Regions from separate parts of the Mus musculus genome. Here all the other regions are linked to region 5. Evidence: chromatin contacts called from public promoter capture Hi-C data. All regions are on one chromosome and are shown on one strand. The core of a region is the stretch at or near the end of the contact, and the rest is flanking DNA. Distances in the headings are between cores, read along the strand shown.

Region 1 (2,700 bases), core at 162-2,661, 260 kb before region 5:
TGCTCACCACTAATTATGGGCATGGGTCACCTTCCCAACGAATAGTTTCAACATCCTTTAATTTTTTTTATTTATTTTATTTTATTTTTTTGGAGACAGGGTCTCACCATGTAGCCCTGCCTGTCGTGGAACTCACTCTGTAGACCAGGCTGGCCTCGAACTCTTAAGAGATCTGCCTTCCCCTTTCTCCCCAGTGCAGGGAGTAAAGGCGTGCACTGCCACAATGGTTAGTTTTCAACGTCTTTAAGAGAGGGCCTAGTCTTCCACAGGGCAGACGGCTAAGCTGTCCGTCCAGACCTGCTTTACCCTTCCCATATTGTCACACACGGTACCAGCTGCATATCTGGCAGCCCAGTTAGGGCACATTTCTGAGAGCCAAATGCTGACCACCTTGCCAATGGTATAATAGCAAAGTGGGTGCATCATATTTTCAGCTATGTGGAGTAAGACGCTGGACCCCTAAAGTCTTTCCTCACGTTCCAGCTGGGGGTCATAATGATCTCACCTCACCTGTGTGAGTTACAGCTCAGGACGAGCAGCACGATGGTGATGGTGATATGGTGATGGTGATACGGTGATGGTGAGATGGTGATGGTGATGGTGATATGGTGATGGTGATATGGTGATGGTGATATGGTGATGGTGATATGGTGATATGGTGATGGTGATGGTGCGCAACAGGCCCCAGGTGAGCAGTGACGTTAGACTCCCTACTGTTCTAGACCATCACGGAAGAAATCAACTGTCTGGAAGGCTGTGCTTTGTCACGGCAGTTTAGCTTCCGCCCTAGCAGGCCCCACCTCCTAAGTCCCCTAAGCCCTTCTAACACACAGCCCTGAACCTCCTTGGGAGATGAAAACCCTATAACCAACAGGCCATCTGCACCAGGCAGCTGGGAATGTAGGCTTTCTTGAAATCCTTCACTTTTTTTTTTTTGGTTTTGTCTGTTCCCCTTCTCAGAGTTTTCCTAAGATAACCACAGAGGTGTCAGGTGGGAGATGGCCGTGATTTCTGCATCCCTCCTAAGTTTCCTCAGTGACTAAGTAGACCTAGAAATCAAAGCTGTCCTGCTAGAATGACCTCCCAAAGTGGCTAAGCAGCACTGGGCCCTTCTCTCACTGAGAGCTGTTTTAGGGACACTTACTTCAGCCTGTGTCTCAAGAAAAATGTAGGGCATGTCGGCTGGTGGTGGCTGCTGGAATCTGGAGTTGAGATATGAGTTGAATGTTCATTTTACCAATATTTTTTAAAAGTGTAAAACTCACTTTTATCCATACTGATGGTGCGCCACAGATCAGTTTGGTCACTGATGGCACTTTGTGAAACAAAGATGCAGATATTCCTAAAGGTGGGGCTCACAACACCGCCCTCCCAGTCCCCTCCCCCGAAGCCTGCTGCCATCTCTGTAGCTACTTGCCTTTTGTTTCCTCTTGTACACAATGCAGAAAGTCCTAAGCCGAGCTGAAGGGCAGAACCACAGGACTGGCTTGTCAGCTACTTCCATCCCTGTCCCCAGAGGAAGGCCAGGTGGCAGAGAGAAAACTTCCACCGTGTGCTGCTGTTCGCTGTGTGAAGCACAGCTACACCGGATTCCATCCATCTCCTCAGAAGCCTGCTCAAGCACCCTGTCTGCCCCTCCTTCCCATCACCCTGTCTGGGCCGCTCTGGCGCAGGAGGCTGTCTGCAGGTGTAAGGCTTCCTTCCCTTCAGGCTGCCTGAAACTCTCCATCCTCCCAGGTTAAGTGAGACTGGGCTTCCGACTCCTTAACACTGGGCCTAAACTAAGAAGCTTCGTCCTGATGGTTTTCGAGATGAGTCTCGTTCTGTAGCCCAGGCGGGTAGCCCAGGTTGACTTCAAACTTGCGTCACCCGTCTGCCTAAGCCTCCTGAGTGTTATGATTACAGGCACGAGACACCTCAAGCAGCTCTCAGTTCACAGCCCACAACACTGCTGTGTTCATTTTGATGAACATCGGGAGAAAAGGCTCAGACACAGCTGTTACTTTCCTCTTCCTTCCTTCTTTCCTTCCTTCCTTCCTTTTTTTTCTTTAACACAGGGTTTTACTGTATAGTCTCAGCTATCCTGGAACTTGCTTTGTAGACCAGGCTGGCCTCCTCAGAGATCCACCTGCCTCTGCTTCCCTCGTGCTGGGACTAAACACATGCACTATCATCCCCGTCTTATTTGCATGTTTTAAAGCTGTAAAGTTTATAGCTCAACTACACCTATTGGCTGGACAGAACTTGCCAACCTGAATCCCCAGTGCCACCCAAAAGAGTCATCTGCTCTTAGAAAGCAGGAATGCCAGGCATGTTGGCACAAGCTCGTAACCCAACACATATACAGCAGGAGGGCTGTACAGAGGTAGCCTGGGCTACACAGAGAGGGACCTGGTCTCAAAAAGGGGGGGGGGGGGAATCACATAAAAATAATCTAAAAGTTTTAAAAGACAAAACTTTTCCCCAGCATAAGAAGCTTTTCTTAAACATTCTTAAACATTAAACATTTATACAATAATTTACTCTTTTATTAAAAGTTTGGGAGTTTTTTTTATTACTAAAGTAATACATACTTATTTCAGAAAATATACAAAATATAAATTATACAAAAAGAAAAGATTCACTCATAATTCTACTATGGGGCATCTAACCACTGCAAGCATCCCTGAGCCTAGGGCCACTCAGACATCTAGTCACACA
Region 2 (2,700 bases), core at 201-2,700, 300 kb after region 5:
ATTGCTACTTCATAGCTGCAATTCTGTTGGTTAAGAATCATAATGAGAGCCGGGCGTGGTGGTGCACGCCTTTAACTCGGGAGGCAGAGGCAGGTGGATTTCTGAGTTCGAGGCCAGCCTGGTCTACAAAGTGAGTTCCAGGACAGCCAGGGCTATCCAGAGAAACTCTGTCTCGAAAACAAACAAACAAACAAACAAACAAACAAAAAAACCAAAAAAGTTTTAAAAATCATAATGAAAATATTTTTGGAGACAGGGATTTGTCAGGAGAGTTGTGACCCAAAGGTTGAAAACCATTGCTTTGACCCTATGGCTTACTGCCCTTGAACTCCAGACCCTCAAATACTGTGCCCATTTAGTTCCCAGCACACATTGACTCGTATACAACTGAAACATATCCCCTCTTCATATATGAGACATTTTGCCTACCATATACAAACTAGAGATGCCCTGTTATGCTAACACACCATACCTCAGGAACATAGGTATACTAGGTGCAGTGCCTCCCACCCACTACCACCTCTCTCTCTCTCTCTCTCTCACACACACACACACACACACACTGAGACCTACAGATATACTACAAAACATGCCTAAGACAATCAGAACATGTCGCCTCAAGTCCAAGATATTCCCATACTCTGCCACAAAAAGCAGGCATACTGCAACACGCCCTCACACAGGTGTACTTGAGACACAACGCTTCTCTGCCTCCACAAGTCAAAGATACCTAGATATATCACCACCCATCTGAAACTCCAAGGATCACATAAACAAACACACATAATGAGGACACACTACCACGTCACCCCAGTAATGCCCATGGTCATGGCTTCTTAAACACCCGAGGCAGCAACACTGAAAATTAAACAGATATCAGGGCTGGGCTGTTAATCGAAGGCTAAGCCGAGAGCCAAACTTAAGATACTGTTCGCAAAGCCGCCTAGACTGCTAGGTGTGTGGTCCTTCCACACCCACTTGAGCTCAGTTCCAGGTACAGTGCCCAGGTGTTCTCCTGCGTCATTCAGCCTAAGTCAGCTACCAAACAGTCCCACCAGCCATTATTAAATAAGGCTCTAGGCCTCTGGGTCCGGGCTGCCTGCCCAAAGACTCTCTTTTACACACCTGTCTCTCTGTAGTTATACCACGAGGAAGTCCTAGATCGGAGGTCTGAGGTGGGAGGTGGAGGTGGGGAGCGTGGGGAGTTGGTCACCCCAGGCGGCCTGAGAACTGAGAGCAGAAGAAAGTTCAAATCCAAAAAGGCCCTGTGTTGCACCACAGATAGGAAGGGAGGAGCGGGGAGAAAGCAGCCAAGAAGAAATCCTGAGAGGGAAGGGAAGGATCCGGGAAAAGGGATCCAGCGACGCACCCCAAAGGGAGCCCGCTGGTCCCAGGCCCGGGCGCCCCTGCTAGGTGTGGACTCTCACCTGGCGAAGGCGGAAGAGGCAGCTACGGGGGCCGCCCAAGTGGCGGGCATTAAATCCTAAAAAGGGCGGGACCCCAGGCTGTGGAGGGCGGATCCTGGAAGCTGGCCCTGAACAATCGAGGACCAATTAATTCCCTGGTGACACTTTGTGGCGGAGCTCCTCCCACTTGTAGGACAGGTGAGCCTCTAGGCCGTGGTTAACCTTCCTTCCGCTTGCCTTGCCTTTCTTCACAGTCTTGGCAGTCTTCCTCACTCTCCCTAGATCTCTTCCTCCCGGCCCTGTCCCATATGCTGTTCTTCCCCAAATCCTTCACCGAAACAGTAGCATCTTGTAGTTCTCTGCCCAGGTATGGAACTGTAGGTTAATCAGGAAATAGTCACTGCCTTTAGGAGAAAGGCTCTAACAGGCATTTTGTGTCCCTGGAAGGGAATCGAAAAGGCACAGGATGCTTTAGGATGGAGCCAGGCGCTGTTACCGACATCAGTTTTGGTCCTAGACAGTCAAGAAGTGAGGCACTTCTATAACTCAGCCCCCCAACCCCAACCCGAGCCTATGTCTGTGTGCCTGCATGGACAGAGGCCAGGAGAGAGTGCTGGATCCCCTGAAACTGGAGTTAAAAGTGGGTGTGAGCCACCAGAGTAGGTGCTGGGAACTGAGTACTCTCTGAAGAGCAGCAAGTATCCCTAAGTGCTGAGCCATCTCTCCAGTCCCAAACCCACTTCTTTGAGATTTTGCAGCCCATGCTTGTACTTGCAGATATCTGCCTGTTTTTGCCTCCCTAGTACTGGGTTGAAAGTTGTAAGCCCTGTTGGAGAGTTGGTTAAGAGCACTCTTCCAGAGGTCCAGAGTTCAATTTTCAGCAACCACATGGTGGCTCACAACCATCTGTAATGAGATCTGATGCCCTCTTCTGGTGTGCACTCATAAATAAATAAATAAATAAATAAGTAAATAAATAAATAGTGTGAAAAAATGCTTGATGAATTTTGGGGGCTGGTGAGAAGGCTCAGCGGTTAAGAGCACTCCAAAGGTCCTGAGTTCAAATTCCAGCCACCACATGGTGGCTCACAACCATCTGTACAGCTACAGTGTACTCATATACATAAAATGAATAAATAAATATTGGAAAAAAAGAAAAGTGGATCTCTGGGATCCTGGAGAGTGCTTCAAGGAGAGTCATTCTTTCTCCCTTTTATTCTGAGGTCCCAGAGAGGAAGCTTCAAGGCTTCGGTCCAAGGAAGAATGCATGCATGAACACGGCAGCCGCCATTCC
Region 3 (2,700 bases), core at 135-2,634, 320 kb after region 5:
GCTGTCCTCCTCTTCACAAGTCTTTTGCTTGCAGGTTCAGGTACCTGAAAGGAGACAGAGGATGGGAGGCCTGAAGAGAATCAGGGAAGGGGGTTGGGAAGATCCCCACAACTCACTCCACTTGGAGGCTCACAACACCCGAAAGCAGGACAATTCCGAAGATACATAGGAGCAGAATCCTAGCGTCCCACAGATCGTGACTGTCTGCAAGGAACCCAGGAGACCGTGGATGATCCTGTGGATCACACCAGGGAACCTAGGGGGCCTTAGGAGGGTGAGGATTAAAGAACCTGGGTAGCAGTGCTTTTGGGGCCAACAAGACTCCTCCTTGCCCTCGCAGGTGGAGCAGTTGTACAGGATGGTGCTGCCCCCTGCAGGAGACAATAGGAGCAGCGCTGGCAAGCGAAGCCACCGCCTCCAACCCCTTCCTCCCAGCCGCCCAAGCTCCTCAGGCCGTCGCCCTACTCTCTTCGCTCCCCAGGGGGCTCCACGGCCTTTTCTTTTACTCACGGCAGACAGGAGCACAAAGAGCTGCAATGAAAAGCAAGGAGCAGTGGCTGACTTGTTCAGTCATGCCCCACGGGGCTACAAATCCTAGGCGTCTCCTTGGTACCCTCCCCATCAATACCTTCCCTGGTGTACTGGGGGATCCTGGTCTTCTGAAGCCATTGCCAGTATAATGGAATCAAGGAGGTGGATCCTTTTTTCTCTGGAGAGGCACAGCACAGCTATATTGCCCTAGACCTCATCGGAGCTGCCTTCCAGGCCCCCTCCCAGATCGGTCCCTCTCTTCACCTCCCCTCCCCCCATATCCCGTCTCGTCTTGGGTCTTCCTAAGTCTCAAAGTGTCCGTTTTCTCCAGACCTCACCTATGACTCTCAGGACTCGGTGAGTTTTCTCTGTGACTTGCTTCATTGAGACCTCATCTGTGGAGATGGACAAGAAGGAGCTAGAGTAGGCTCTAGAGTTTTGGGGGGTTTTGTGTTGTCTTTTGTTTTTTTGTTTTCCTATTTCCTAGGGCACAGAGTTCTTCCAAAGAGAGAGAGAGGCTAGTGTGTCCAGAAAGGGCTATGGACTGAAGCAATGGCTGAGATGCACAGCTAGGAGCTCGGGCGCCAGCCCCCTTAGGATCCAGTGGTGACTATTGCTGAGCTAACCTTGCATATCTGATATTACCTAAGGCAAAGGCCGAGAAATCTGGGGAAGCCCATTCCTTCCATTTCCACTTCGGCTTCGTCTGGTTATTGAGCTGAGCCAGGCGGTTTGCCAAGGCATGATCTTGGAGACGACAGAAGATACAAGCCTTGGCCACGGCCAAGAAAGCCCCACCCAGAGCCAGCACCCACATGAAGCCTGCTGGGGTATGGAAGGAGTTGGACCCCCTCAGACCAGGGAAGAGTCAGAATTCTCTGAGATCCAGATTCTGACCCTTCATGTCGGAGGTTCTAGACTGATCCAGAACAATGCCATTGTCTTACCCCTCGGCTCCGGTAGAGCCACCCCTGGGCCCCCAAGAACTGGAGGCTAAAACGTATCTCTAGGACGGATAAATCAGGGTTTCTGTTGCAAGGGGATAGTGGCCTTTACACGTCATGGTTCTGAAAGCAATTTATTTTTCTTCTTGTAAGTCACAGTGATAGATGAATGACTCCACCCAATGATGACCATGTTTATGTGTGTATCCCATCCGCCCAGGAACCCAGAAATGCTATCCTTCCCACACCCTCCCCGACTCTCCCAACTCTAGCTCCTGGCTGCCCAGGACAGCCTTAGGCCTTCCTTACCCAGCTATTTCCTAGCAACAGGCTCATGGTTGTCTCAGCAACCAAGAGCTCCCAGAGGTCTCAGAGGCCCAGCTAAGCCCAGAGGCTTTTACCTCTCATAGGAAGGGCCTAGTGTGACTCAAACTCAAACAAGGCCCTCCTGCCTACGTGGCAGCGCAGGCATAAACACACATGCAAACACACACACACACACACACACACATACACACACACCCTATGATTAAACTAAATCTGAATCTGCTTTTACACATACCACAGAAGTACCTGAGCCTGGAGAGTTTCTAAGCAACCCCAAACAGGCCTGGACAGGCCAAGATCACAGAAGGACCAATACACAAGCACAGGAGTCAGCAACACTGATGGGAACCAAGACAGCAGGGAGCCAGGCAGCATCAGATCTATTGACTGGCAGGCGCACACACATGAAAGAGGCCTCTGGACACCATGGTCCAGCCCCACTTCCATACAGGATCCTCTGGAATTCCAGAAGGGAGCTCTAGCCCCCGTGTTGATGGAGGTTCTCCTTGCTCCCTATGTCACCCTAGGATGGAGTGTCCCACAATAGGTGGCTTGGAACATAGTAAAGAAACCTCCCAGAGAGTCCTGGCCTCTTAATGGTTACTGTAGGATAAGATGTCAGCTCCAGTAAAGGAAACCACAGTCTAGGGAGCAGGTTACATTTGATAAGTCAAAGTCCTCCCACCTAGTGCTCAACCCGCCAGAGCTCTGCTAGGTTTAGCCTGGGCAAAGAGGTGCTATCTTACTTTGCCACACTTCTGAATACAGAGGACCCATCCTCAAGCAAAAACAGGCTAGAGAATCCACGATGCTTTCCCAGGATAAGCCCCCGCGTAGACCTTCTGGACCATTCGTGAGTCTTGTGGGGTGGAAGGGGGCAGCTCGATCTGGGAACCCC
Region 4 (2,700 bases), core at 194-2,693, 350 kb after region 5:
AACACTCAGTTCCTGGTTCCATCTCCATGCTGAGTGTGGATTAGATGAGTGCATCTGTAGGCCTGTTTTTCTGAATGTGTATGGATACCAAGTCTTTCAAAATATCCTGCACCAGGCAATGGGTTTGACCCCTTGTACTACCTAAACTGTGCTTGCGCATTGTAACAAATTCCTGGAGTCCTAACACTAAGTGGCAGGGTCAGTGGGTCGGAAGTTTAAGGTTGTCCTTCCTTTATAGGGAGGTTGACTCCAGCCTGGTAGAGACCCTATACTGTCTCCCAAAAGTGGGTGAAGTAGATGAGAAGTGCACTTGGAGTGTTTGGAAGACGTGAACTAGAGTGCCAGGGTAAATAAACACATGAAGAGTGCTGGGGAGGAGTTAGCTGAGCAGGCCAGGGGAGGAGAGTACTACATACACAATAGTTGGTGCTAAGCCAGTCACGGTGAACAGTATTTCCCAGAAAACAGCAAGGCCTGGGTGGAGGGGGCAGAATTAGCAGTCATGGACCTTGGGAGCCTTACTCTTCTCTCGTTTCTGCTTGGCTAACAGATTCCGGGACCCAAAATCCCAGCGGACACACCAGGCTCAGGTGGCCTTTCAGGTGTGTGTGCGCCCTGGCTCCTATACTCCTGGCCCTCCCTCTGCGGCCCTCAGAGAACTTCCTGACCAGCACTTCAGCCCATCGGAACTTGAGTGGGTCACTAAGGAGAAGGGAGCCACACTCCTCTATGCCCTGCTGGTACGAGTGGAATAAGGGGTGACATACCACTACTCCAAGCACAGCCGGGCCTCAAGCCCAGGACTCTTGAATGACGACTGCCTCCACCTCATTCCCGTGACTGAGAGCATGTCCAGTGCTGTCCTGGCAAGGAGGAGCACGTAGGCAGGCTTTGATTTAGAGCAGGTGTGAAGCACATCTCTACATTCAGGGCCCAGCACACTCCCTCTGCTGAGAGGGAGCCCAGCTCGTCTCGGGGTCCCCCCTTCATGCACTGACTTGGGGAACATGACTCCCTATTATTACCCTCCCCCATATCACTTAATTTATTTCCGTTTTTGTTTCTGGTTACTGTGAATCCCAAAGGAGTCTCTCTGTGCCCACATGAAGCTGCTTTTTCCGTGGCCACTGGGCGCCATGGGGAGGGAGTGGGTAAAAGGAAGGGCTGCCCGAGGACGCTGTGGGCCTCTGTACAGTTGTTACTGACTCTGATTTCTAAGGAGCCAATAAATACTGTCTTCAGAGCATCTGCCTCCGCCTCTGTCTCCCGCGGCCTCGCGAGTGAAGAGTTCTAGGGGCTTTATCATCCCAGGCCGCTCTGTAAATCCACATGGAGTTTGGACATCCCGGCACCCGTCTCTAAGCGCTTCCGCCTTCCCTTTCCTCCAATCGGCTGTGCCGTTTGCCGTCGTGACTCCGGAAGGATTTATCCTGGCCGCCGGATATGACGTAGAGGCCAAGGCGCGCCGAAGGCCTCGGAGAAAGCGCCGACAAGGCGGGTTGCGGGGGTTGGCGCCAGGGCTACGAGGGAGGGGCGGGGGCGCGGAGCCTAAGACCCTCGCACGCGCCCCGGCGCTGAGGCAGAGACCCCGGAGGGACGCTGGTGCCCGGGACACGTGATCGAAGTGGCGAGCGGGCGGCGGACGGGCTTCCGCTTCGGCGCGTCGCAGTCTCTCTAAGCTCCCACTTCCCTGCAGGCCCCGCCTGAGGTCTGGCAGTCAGTGAGAGTCGGGTGCCCACTGCCCAAGCGTCACCAACAGCATCATGCCCGCACTCCTGGAGCGCCCCAAGCTTTCCAACGCTATGGCCAGGGCTCTGCACCGGCACATCATGATGGAGCGGGAGCGCAAACGGCAGGGTGAGCCTGGGCCAGAGCGGGAGGACAGACACTCGGCTCAGGGTGGCCCTGCTACCCACGAACTTGCCCCCATCCACGGGCCCAGCTGTGCGCCTGCTGGCGAGGCTAAGAGGGAGGCAGCGGCGCCTTCGGGGTGTGAGTGAAGAGGCCCAGTCTAAGTTCCAGACCAGAACCCTGGGCTGGGAAGGACCTTGGAGAGCACCTAATGAAGCCAAGTTCTCCCTGTGGCTGTGATGGAGTAACTGGTTTTTGCTGGTCTTCAGTCTAACGCTCAGCTTATTCACACCGCCTTGCCACTTCCCCGTTCTGATTCTTCAGAGGAGGAAGAGGTGGACAAGATGATGGAACAGAAGATGAAAGAAGAGCAGGAGAGAAGAAAGAAAAAGGAAATGGAAGAGAGAATGTCACTAGAGGAGACCAAGGAACAGGTAAGTAGCCTCTCCACACTTGTTTCTCGATGCCTTCTTTTCCCTGCTTTAGCTGCTCGTCCCTCTTCCAGATCCTGAAGCTGCAGGAGAAGCTTTCTGCTCTACAGGAGGAGAAGCACCAGCTTTTCTTGCAGCTCAAGAAAGTTTTGCATGAGGAAGAAAAACGGAGGCGAAAGGAACAGAGGTGTGATGAGATGGCTAAAAGTAAAATTGTGCAGTGGCACAGGTGACAATCTAATAGCAAGAGGCTAACTGACCTGTCTTCCTTCCACTCCAGTGACTTAACCACTCTGACATCAGCTGCATACCAGCAGAGCCTGACGGTTCATACAGGAACCCACCTCCTCAGCATGCAGGGTGAGAGGACTGAGGAAACCGCCTAACAGGGGAGTTCTCCAGGAGGTCGCTGCCTATT
Region 5 (2,700 bases), core at 141-2,640:
CTCTTGGGCTGGTGGGGATAGGAAATGTCATGGAGACAAATCACTTAGATGGCCTCCCAGAGGTTCTGTCTGCCCTGTGTGACTGACTGACCCTTGGCCTCTTTCCAAGCAAAGCTAGCATGTCAGGGACCGGAGTCCCCGATGGGAGAGTTTGCGGTCGGTCAAGATGACTGGAGAGGCCAGTGGCACCCTCAGGACTCCCAGTGGCAGGAGAGAAGGAGGGGGCTTTGAGGGGCCTCCAGAAAGAGTCCACCAAACCAGGAAGACAGGACCATGTTCTAGTTGCCAAACTGTTCAACCAAAGGGTCAACTAGTCCTCTGGCTGTGAACACCAGTTGGGAACACAGACTGAGAGTCAAGGAACCTTGGGTGGGTTGTTCTATAGCCCCAAACTGAACCCCCTTCCCCCTCATCTGCAACACCGAGTGCCTCCTGGGAGCTAGGTGTCCCTGCCCTTCTCCTCAGTGCCTCAGCAGCACCCATTCAGCACCTCTCTCCCGAGAGCTGACATTAACCAGGCTCCCTTCAACGCAGATGACACAGGTCTCCTCCAGAGCCAAATAGCCACTCCATTGCCCTCCCCCTGCCCGTGAACTTTATCTTTGCCCCTTTAAGATCTCCCAACTCCTGACACATGGTATCACCACCCACAACCAGCTCTGTGAGACTAGGAGTCTGGCTCTCAAGATCATTGCTCTGTCTTGTAACCTGTCACCTCACCTCAGCGCTACAGCAAGCACCCTTCTGCCAGCCCCCTCTCAGCTCAGAATCCTAGCCCGGTTAGTCTCAAAGCTTCCATATCCCTTATCCATGGGACTGGAATCTCCTCAGTCCCAACCACTCACCTCTTATTCGCCGAGTTCCAGTAGACAGGCTCCAGGCTGAGTCCAGATACCAGCCCCGCAAAACCTAACAGCAGCAGGGCCCCGACTTGCACACCCCCTGGCCCAAAATGGGGGGCCCCCATGACCCTACCAAGGCCTGGGGGCGGGGCACCAACTCCCCCAAAGTCTCTCACCCCCAGGGGTGGCTACCACGCTGTGGAACCCCAGTCACCCTGGTGGGTGGCTAGTCACCCCCAGCTCCCACAAGGACCCTCTTTTCTGCGATGCTTGCTCCCCGGCTCCAGAGCGCTCAGCCCCACAAGAACCCTTGCAGGGGCCGTCTGCAGGCGCCTTACGCGCCCCCGGCCCACGCGCCGCACCTCGGGATTTGTGCGCCCCGCTACGTGGGGGACATGGGGAGCCGAGGGCCGGGCGGGGGCAACATGAGGCGCCGGGCAAGGGAGCGAAGAAGGAGACACCGAGCTGGAGCCCCAGCCTCGCCGGGATTGAGGGCAGCGGGCTAAGGGAGGAAACCAGTCCCGAGCCCAGGAGGGGGGAGTTAAAGGAGAGGCGGGGAGGGGGAGAGCATGGTGGAGGGAAAAACCGGAGCTGGAGCACAGTCGGAGCGGGCGTCGCATCCCGCGGCCCACGCCCCCCACACCTCCCTCACCTCGCACACCTCCCGTCCGCCACCCCGCCTCGCTGCCCGGCGCGGTCTCTCACGCCCCCTTTGTCTCTGGCAGTGTCCGTCTCTGGCTGAGTTTCTACTTGCTTTCCTTCCTGCCCTCCGATTGCCCGAGCGTTTGGAATCTTCCTCGCTAGCATCCAGAAAGGCTCTTGCCCTCTCCACCCCGAAAAAACCTTCCCCCTTTGCTCCCCGCAGCCTACTCCTCTCCCATTCCAAAACAACACCGCGGCTTTCCAGGCGGTCTGGAGAGGATAATGATAACCTTGAAGGCTAGGCACTTCACAAAGTAACGCTAAGTTGATGGGCTACCTGTGTGAAGTGGGAGGGGGTAGAGCTATCCAGGTTGAGAGGGGACCCCGTGACTTGCCCAAGGTCACACGGGGAGTTTAGGAAAACCCCGAAGACACAATCTAGGCTGCTGAACTCCCCCTTTCCTGGGGTTCATTTTGTCACGGTTTCTTGGACCCTTTACTGTTTTCTGTGGATTAGACGAAGAGACCAGGGAGTAGTAAATTTTGGCCCTTCTTGGGTGATCACGGAGAAAAGTATGACTGGGAGAGGAAAGGGGGTACCTATAACCCCAAAGCAGCAATCCACAGGAAAGGCTGTTTCCAATTATCCTGGGGGAAGGGAGGAGCTGCCTTCTTGGGTGTAAGAAGCAAGGCTTTCAGCACCTCCCGGCAGGGGCGACATTCCTCTCCTTCCAGCCCAATCCTCCACAGGCTGCTCCTTTCCCTTTGACTGTGGTCCCCACCATGGCCCCGTTGACAGCATCTCTTCAAAGACTCTCATTCTGGGTATTTGACAAGGTGTGTGGGGAGGAGGGAGAGTGGACAGATGGAGAAGCACGAAGAACTACCGAGCAAGCCCCTTGCCCGAGCGTGCGCCGCAGTCTAGAGGGAGTCCAATAAGAAGCAGCTGTTTTTCTGTTTGCTCCTTCCTGTGTGTCCTTCCTTTGCCTACTGGGGTGCAGTGGGACACCGTGTCTTGCACCCTTCTCTTCTGCAGCTGCATGATAGTAAACAGGGCGGTGTGCAGCCATCAGCACTGACTTGTCTGTCTGTCACTGTCTGCTTAGTCTCACAGTCACACTCAATCGTCTGCCACCCCTGCTCAGGCCAGCTCACTCTGACCCCTGATGCAGCCACCTCAGGAGTGAGATTTTAAACAGGTTTGCTCCTCAGTTTA
Region 6 (2,700 bases), core at 177-2,676, 390 kb after region 5:
CATGAAGATTCTGGGCTCCATCCAACATACTGGATGAGAGAAAGTGGGCCATATTAGGAATTGTACAAAGATCTCACTGTAAACAGAACGCCACAGGAACCTGGGCATGTAGGAAAAAACCGATCTCTGTGTCCACACCACAGGCAAAAGTTTGAGGATCTGGACCTCAAAATTCCCCTGTGACCTTGAGACAGACTCAAGACTTGTGTGACCTTGGGTAAGTCACTTCCCCACTCTAAACTGAACCTGGATTTCCTCTTCTGTCAGGTGATATTGCCTCCCTCGGCTACCTGTCAGTCTGTGAAAACACTTGAAAAATCAAAATCAACTATAACAGTATCCCAGACAGTGCCTGTTTTATAAACTAATATAAATAATGTTTTAACATCACCTCTAGCCCTTGTCTCTTCCTTCTGGAAGTTCTCTCAGCTTGCTCCAGTAGGCCGTAAACAGGCCCAAGAATGGCTAGTCCAGAAAGGGCGTCTGGGTCATTGCTTTGGGGTAGCCTTTTAGGTCTAGGCCTAGCCAACCCTCAGCTCCTAAACTGGGACCAAGTACTCGGGGATGTGAGGGGGGATTTTAGCAGGGAGAGAGAGCCATGCCCAGGGGAAGAGGAGGGATGGTAGTGAGTGGTGTGAGGGGCGGTGGCAGTGGTGGCTACTGCTGGCGGCACAGTCTGTCTCCAAGAGGAAACCTGAGCTGGGGGGGGGGGCTGACACTCCCCTCTGCCCCTCCACCCACCGCAAGGCCGAGAGAAAGTTCAGCCTCCTGGAAGACAGCCAGCAGTGGGGGTGGGGCCCCCGAAGTGCTCGGGTCCTAGAAACACCGTAAATCTGAACAGCTCCGGGAAGGGAAGGCGAGACTCTGGATCTACCATTCCAAATAGAGTCGTGGGCAGAGTGTCACCCCATGCAGTGCACAGTAGGCTAGGAGACAAGTTCTGGATTCCCGAGAATCCAGTCTCTCAGCCTGGGCGCGTAAAGAGTCTCTCGGACCCACTCTGTCTCTTGGCGGGATTGGAATTTGACAGTCACGGGTTGTCTAGGCTGAATATAAATAGCCAGCCCCCCATCTCCAACCCCTGCGCCTGCGCAAGAACCGCCTCCTAGCTGACCCCAACCCCAAACTCAGCCCAAGAAAAACTGGACCAGATTTCCCAATTCGCCCCGGTATGCTGAACCTTACGTCAGAGCCGATCTGCTGGAAACCCGACGGCATCTTGTTTTAAAAGAAGAAAAGACTCAGGCGCTGCAATAAGAAAAAAATGAATAGGGTATAGGGTCCGGGCCTGGCCGGCACGAGACCCCGGCGTTCGGAAGCCGTGTGCAAAGGGCGGGTCTGGTGGGACTCACTGCCACAACCCACGGAACCGGAGAGCACCAAGGCTCTCCGGGATCTAGTGAGACCCGCTTGAGGGGGAAAGATGCGGAGAGCTGAAGCCACCTCCCCACTCCCGCCCCGCCATAGGACACGCCCTTCACAACACCCATTGGCCAGGAGCCCGCACACCCCAAAAGGCCACGCCCCCACCCCTAGCCCTAGTGCTGGCTGGGGAGACACGCCCCTAAGGTTCCCGCCTGCTTCTGAGTTTTCAAAGTAGGGTCCTTGGAACAAAAGGCTCTTCCCGCCATCCAAAATCTTGGACTGCGAAATTTCTGAAAGAATTGAGTGCAGCTGGTCCCCCTGAAAGGTCGAAGAGGAGGGTATGGGCTACATGTACTTGCCAGGGTACGGGGTAACTCCAGCAGGATGACATAGAGCCCGCGTGTGTGTGTGTGTGTGTGTGTGTGTATGTGTGTATGCCCCGAAGTAACCCGGAGTGGCTATTTTTAGTTCCCACGTTAGGCTCCGCCAAATGTCAGGTCCCGGGTGTCCCAGCCTGTCCCAGGCGGGGGAGGGCAAAGGAGATGGAGCCTTAAAGGGTCCGCGACACGCTTCCCACGAGGAGATGATCCAAGGGACCAATAACTTCCGTTCCTAGTGTATCTGGAGACCATGCCTGATCGTCCTTTCTTTCCACGCATCTCTGGGCGGCGCGCTGCCTACTGGCCCATCCCCTCCACATAGTCTCTACACTGGTTCTTGGAGGGGACCCAAGGGACAGGTGCTCACGCCAGTCACACCACCCTCCCTGAAGTCCCTGAGCCTCCAGGCATGTGCTGGCCGCGTGGGCGACAAGCTTTCCAGAGTCAGCTACTGTTTTGGGTCTACAGCTGAGAGGGCACGACCTAAGCACGTCCAGGGAGAGAGCTGGCGAAGAATGTGGAGAGAGAGCTCAATTCAGAAAAAGGCCCAAGAGAAGTGCAAGGCTTCTGGCGCCACCTAGAGGGAGAGCGAGGAACCTTAGTGGATTGCACCAGGGTAGCTAACTTCTGGGGTGGCTCTCTTCTATTAACCCTTCCCCTGAGAGCTCAATAACCTACAACCCAGCCCTCTATGGAACGCCAGACCTGAGTCTAGCTGCCGCCAGAATGGTACCGTTTATATGACGAACACGTACAAGTATGGACCTCCTTCAAGTTCCTTTTCCCAAGGAGCTAACCAGTCACTTTCATGGTGTCTTCTCAATGTTGGTGTTTTGACTTCTCTTGCACATTGGTTTTCTTCATCCGTACCACTACCACTTTATTCTGGACTATCCTGTCATGACTGCTTTTCTTGCTTCTCCTCTTCCCTGAAGAGGAGGGTGGAGGGGCAAGA
Region 7 (2,700 bases), core at 127-2,626, 360 kb before region 5:
CAAGATTAAGAGCGCCAGGTGACTTTGAAAATGTCCACCTGAGTACAGTAGCTGACTTTACCCCCTTGAAATTCCCACCTACTGTAATTTCAGTATGTAGGTAGCTCTCTGCTCTAACTCTTTATGTTGAGCTGATAAGATGGAAAGCATCCCTGTCTGAGAGTTTCTGTACTGTCTAGGAATGGCTTTGAAGGTCACCCTTAATTGCTGGGAGTTCTGCCTGTATTTACGGGAGAAAGCAACAACCCCACCAGTGAGAGAAAAGAGAAACGGAAGCAATAACAACCACAGAGAGAGATGGAGAAGGCATAAGCCACAGGACAGGGTTGTTAGAGCAGTGGGTTTCAACCTTCAGTGGGTGCCAGCGTCACCAGAAAGGCTTGGAAAGAAGCCAGTCTCTCTGCTCAATCACATTCAGAGTCAGAGCTCCTGCGAATCTGCTTTTCTCTCAGTTGCCCAGTAATGCCAACACTACTGTGTCTGGGATTAGTCCTTGATTTGGCTCCTTCCCATCCCATAAGTGAGTCCTCCTGCAGGGGTCACTATCTCCCTCCTCACCTGTACATCTTCTGCCTGGACTCAAGCTCCTTCTGGCGCTGATCCTGCAGTGTAGGGTGATGGTCTTGCCAGGACACCTTTGCTGCGGGTGAGGGCGTGGATGGAAAGGATCCTCTCTTGATCTCTGGCTTCAGACTTTCTCCCTCCTACTGCTGTCAACCCACCAGTCCCCTCACCCCGGGTACACTTCTTCCACTGCAAGCTGATTGCCACCACCTCCTGCTTCTGCCAGTCCCCTCCTTCCTCCTCTGCCCTTTCCTGGTTTCCACTCCCCAAGCTTAGCCTGCGACACACTGCTGCGTGCCTCCCGCAGCCCCAGTCCCCTCACCTGCTCCCTCTCTCAGCACCAGCTCCCCCGCCCCTTCCAGCCACTGATAACAGGGGAAGTGGAGTGCAGCCCCAGGTAGCCACTCCAGCTCGAACCAGCGGCAGAACCAGGCATCAGAACGGAAAGACATAAGCGGGAGGGACACTTCCGGGGGTGCTTTGTGGACTCGCAGCATCAGCACAGTGCCTACGTCCTGGGGAAGCGTCACCTCGAAGTCTTCTTCCTAGGAGGGGTTGTTTAGTATGCTGAGGATGGTCCCCCTGGGCTGCCTTCCTCCACAGTCGCCATTGCCTGCTCCCCAAAAACTCACAGCACCGGCGCTGAACTCCTTGCCCAGATGGTCCAGAGGTACTAAGGGGCTCTCTCCGTGGGTTCCCACGATGCTGACAGACACTTTGTCCCATGTGCCAGCCCCACAGGCTTCCCCCGTGGATACTCTCACCCTGCATTTCGCCATCCTCCTGACCAGTTTAGCTCTCTACTGCAAGCTGGACTACCTGGCAGGGTGATTTAACCTCAGCGATGCCCCGCCCATCAGACCAGGTTAAGGGGAAATGTGTTCGCTACCCACTGAATTCCCCTTCAGCTTCCTTGCCATCAGGAAGAGCCTTAGAATTTAGGACAAGTAGTAGGTGGGTTGACACACTGAAACCTGGAGTCACAATGGGTGGCGCTGAGACAGGAAGTGGACTGAAGTCCACAGGGTGAGTTCCAGACCCAACTGGAATGTGGGGTACAAGTGTAAAATTTATTTACATGCTGTCTTAGCTTTAAATGTGAGTGAGGGTCCACTTCCCCATTCCTTTAACTCTTCCCACGCCACAAGGCTGCTTTCACTTCTTTAATAACTGATTTTGAGAGCCATCACTGGCCAGGACTATTAGATGCTGCCAGTGCGGGTCCAGGCAATACTCTAGCTTTGCCTGACTGTTTACTAAGGTCAAGTGCAAGGGGGAAAAGACATTCAAATGCTCTAAGCATGTATTAGAGTTTAGAGGATAATCAATGCTGGGGAAGATGTCAGTCACTGCTGATGTGAGAGCCTGAGAAGTTTGGCTCGAGAGAAAGGCCCTCAGAGACCCAGAGGTGGTGAGAGGTGAGCCCAGGGTATGTGTTTATGGGCACCAATTATTGGACTCAGTGTGTTATTAAAAGGAGGAGGATCTGAAGTTGGGAGGGACCTGAGGGAAGGTCGGGGAGAGCTGTAGGGGGGATGGGGTAGATATAGTCAAGTACATTGTGTGCATATGTGAAATTTCAAATAAGATATCAAGAATAATACTAAATATATGTTTTCAAGTGGTATGTCTAGGTAAGCTGTTTTACTGTTGGGGAATTGTCTGTGCAAAGGCCCTGAGATCACTGGAGAAGGGAAGGCAGAGCTGGAGTGAGTGAGAGGGATGTCAGAAGGAAGACAGTGACAGAGTTTGCCCTTGAGGGAAACAACAGATTTGGGAAATCCTCTTTGCTGTGCCCATTAGACATCCAAGTATAGTGGTCCCTATGGGTGCCTACCTGGAAGTCATGGCACAGGGATGTGTGTGAGCCCTAGGCTAAGAGAAGATCGCTGGAAAAGGGCAGTGGATTCAGGCTCCAAGTTGCTAAAAAATTTGAAAGTTTTGCAAAGAGGTAGAAGCAACCAAGATTATTCAGTATGTGTGTTACATCAGCTTTCTTGTTACTATCAAAGGGTGAAACCTTCGTGTTGGCTCCTAGGTTTGATGTCCTACTCCCTGGGGACTGATGTGGGATGACCCAGAGAAGAGTTATGGTGAATATATGCTAGGCTGACCTGGTTATAGACAAAGTAGCAA

What was found. Promoter capture Hi-C pulls out the DNA fragments that hold promoters and counts their contacts.
Region 1: a contact with region 5 is called in a promoter capture Hi-C map of embryonic stem cells, with 2.2 times the contacts expected there. The contact joins the enhancer-like site here to the promoter of Efnb3 in region 5. A contact is called at or near these places in 24 of 39 promoter capture datasets (the 3T3-L1 cell line, 3T3-L1-derived adipocytes, the C10 cell line and 14 more), 5 of 115 datasets of contacts at active chromatin or transcription factors (acute myeloid leukemia, craniofacial prominence, embryonic limb bud and 2 more) and 4 of 9 other capture datasets (adipose tissue, embryonic stem cells, liver and 1 more).
Region 2: a contact with region 5 is called in a promoter capture Hi-C map of embryonic stem cells. The contact joins the promoter of Tnk1 here to the promoter of Efnb3 in region 5. A contact is called at or near these places in 9 of 39 promoter capture datasets (cranial neural crest, embryonic stem cells, frontonasal cranial neural crest and 5 more) and 1 of 9 other capture datasets (adipose tissue).
Region 3: a promoter capture Hi-C map of embryonic stem cells shows a contact between it and region 5, with 2.5 times the contacts expected there. The contact joins the promoter of Tmem95 here to the promoter of Efnb3 in region 5. A contact is called at or near these places in 12 of 39 promoter capture datasets (the 3T3-L1 cell line, cranial neural crest, embryonic stem cells and 6 more), 1 of 15 datasets of contacts at CTCF or cohesin (embryonic stem cells), 1 of 484 Hi-C or Micro-C datasets (embryonic stem cells) and 1 of 115 datasets of contacts at active chromatin or transcription factors (large pre-B cells).
Region 4: a contact with region 5 is called in a promoter capture Hi-C map of embryonic stem cells. The contact joins the promoter of Gps2 here to the promoter of Efnb3 in region 5. A contact is called at or near these places in 11 of 39 promoter capture datasets (cranial neural crest, embryonic stem cells, erythroid cells and 6 more), 1 of 484 Hi-C or Micro-C datasets (muscle stem cells) and 3 of 115 datasets of contacts at active chromatin or transcription factors (large pre-B cells, pancreatic cancer cells and stem cell-derived neural progenitor cells).
Region 6: a promoter capture Hi-C map of liver shows a contact between it and region 5, with 2.2 times the contacts expected there. The contact joins the promoter of Slc2a4 here to the promoter of Efnb3 in region 5. A contact is called at or near these places in 5 of 39 promoter capture datasets (cranial neural crest, frontonasal cranial neural crest, liver and 1 more), 1 of 484 Hi-C or Micro-C datasets (muscle stem cells) and 1 of 115 datasets of contacts at active chromatin or transcription factors (pancreatic cancer cells).
Region 7: a contact with region 5 is called in a promoter capture Hi-C map of the HPC-7 cell line. The contact joins the promoter of Alox8 here to the promoter of Efnb3 in region 5. A contact is called at or near these places in 21 of 39 promoter capture datasets (the 3T3-L1 cell line, 3T3-L1-derived adipocytes, the C10 cell line and 15 more), 2 of 115 datasets of contacts at active chromatin or transcription factors (embryonic forebrain and trophoblast stem cells) and 4 of 9 other capture datasets (adipose tissue, liver, macrophages and 1 more).

The regions. Positions count from the first base shown.
Region 1 is chr11:69,296,985-69,299,684 of GRCm38.p6, forward strand. Cntrob (centrobin, centrosomal BRCA2 interacting protein) reads right to left here. Exons shown (of 19, transcript NM_172560.3): 19 at 2,512-2,700. Among named protein-coding and RNA genes, the nearest start is that of Cntrob, 26 kb to the right of the region's middle. Within about 2 kb of position 1,412, at least 6 of the 459 cell types and tissues checked have an H3K27ac peak or open chromatin away from gene starts, as enhancers often do. A contact at or near this core is called in embryonic stem cells, where this site is marked.
Region 2 is chr11:69,857,280-69,859,979 of GRCm38.p6, forward strand. It overlaps Tnk1 (tyrosine kinase, non-receptor, 1), which reads right to left and starts at 1,451. Exons shown (of 14, transcript NM_031880.3): 1 at 1,428-1,451; 2 at 1,126-1,230. Gm32708 (a long non-coding RNA gene) reads left to right here and starts at 1,337. Exons shown (of 5, transcript XR_879975.3): 1 at 1,337-1,604; 2 at 2,637-2,700.
Region 3 is chr11:69,876,671-69,879,370 of GRCm38.p6, forward strand. Tmem95 (transmembrane protein 95) reads right to left here and starts at 1,385. Exons shown (of 7, transcript NM_001195710.2): 1 at 1,177-1,385; 2 at 870-926; 3 at 629-709; 4 at 511-531; 5 at 291-371; 6 at 117-204; 7 at 1-44. The coding sequence starts at 1,348. The coding sequence ends at 14. It overlaps Kctd11 (potassium channel tetramerisation domain containing 11), which reads right to left. Exons shown (of 1, transcript NM_153143.4): 1 at 1,594-2,700.
Region 4 is chr11:69,912,577-69,915,276 of GRCm38.p6, forward strand. Gps2 (G protein pathway suppressor 2) reads left to right here and starts at 1,444. Exons shown (of 10, transcript NM_019726.5): 1 at 1,444-1,857; 2 at 2,176-2,285; 3 at 2,357-2,469; 4 at 2,563-2,642. The coding sequence starts at 1,764. It overlaps Neurl4 (neuralized E3 ubiquitin protein ligase 4), which reads left to right. Exons shown (of 29, transcript NM_001013414.3): 29 at 551-1,248. The coding sequence ends at 755.
Region 5 is chr11:69,558,847-69,561,546 of GRCm38.p6, forward strand. It overlaps Efnb3 (ephrin B3), which reads right to left and starts at 1,391. Exons shown (of 5, transcript NM_007911.5): 1 at 846-1,391. The coding sequence starts at 967.
Region 6 is chr11:69,946,764-69,949,463 of GRCm38.p6, forward strand. It overlaps Slc2a4 (solute carrier family 2 (facilitated glucose transporter), member 4), which reads right to left and starts at 1,427. Exons shown (of 11, transcript NM_009204.2): 1 at 1,186-1,427. The coding sequence starts at 1,218.
Region 7 is chr11:69,196,467-69,199,166 of GRCm38.p6, forward strand. Alox8 (arachidonate 8-lipoxygenase) reads right to left here and starts at 1,377. Exons shown (of 14, transcript NM_009661.4): 1 at 1,197-1,377; 2 at 887-1,109; 3 at 559-640. The coding sequence starts at 1,343.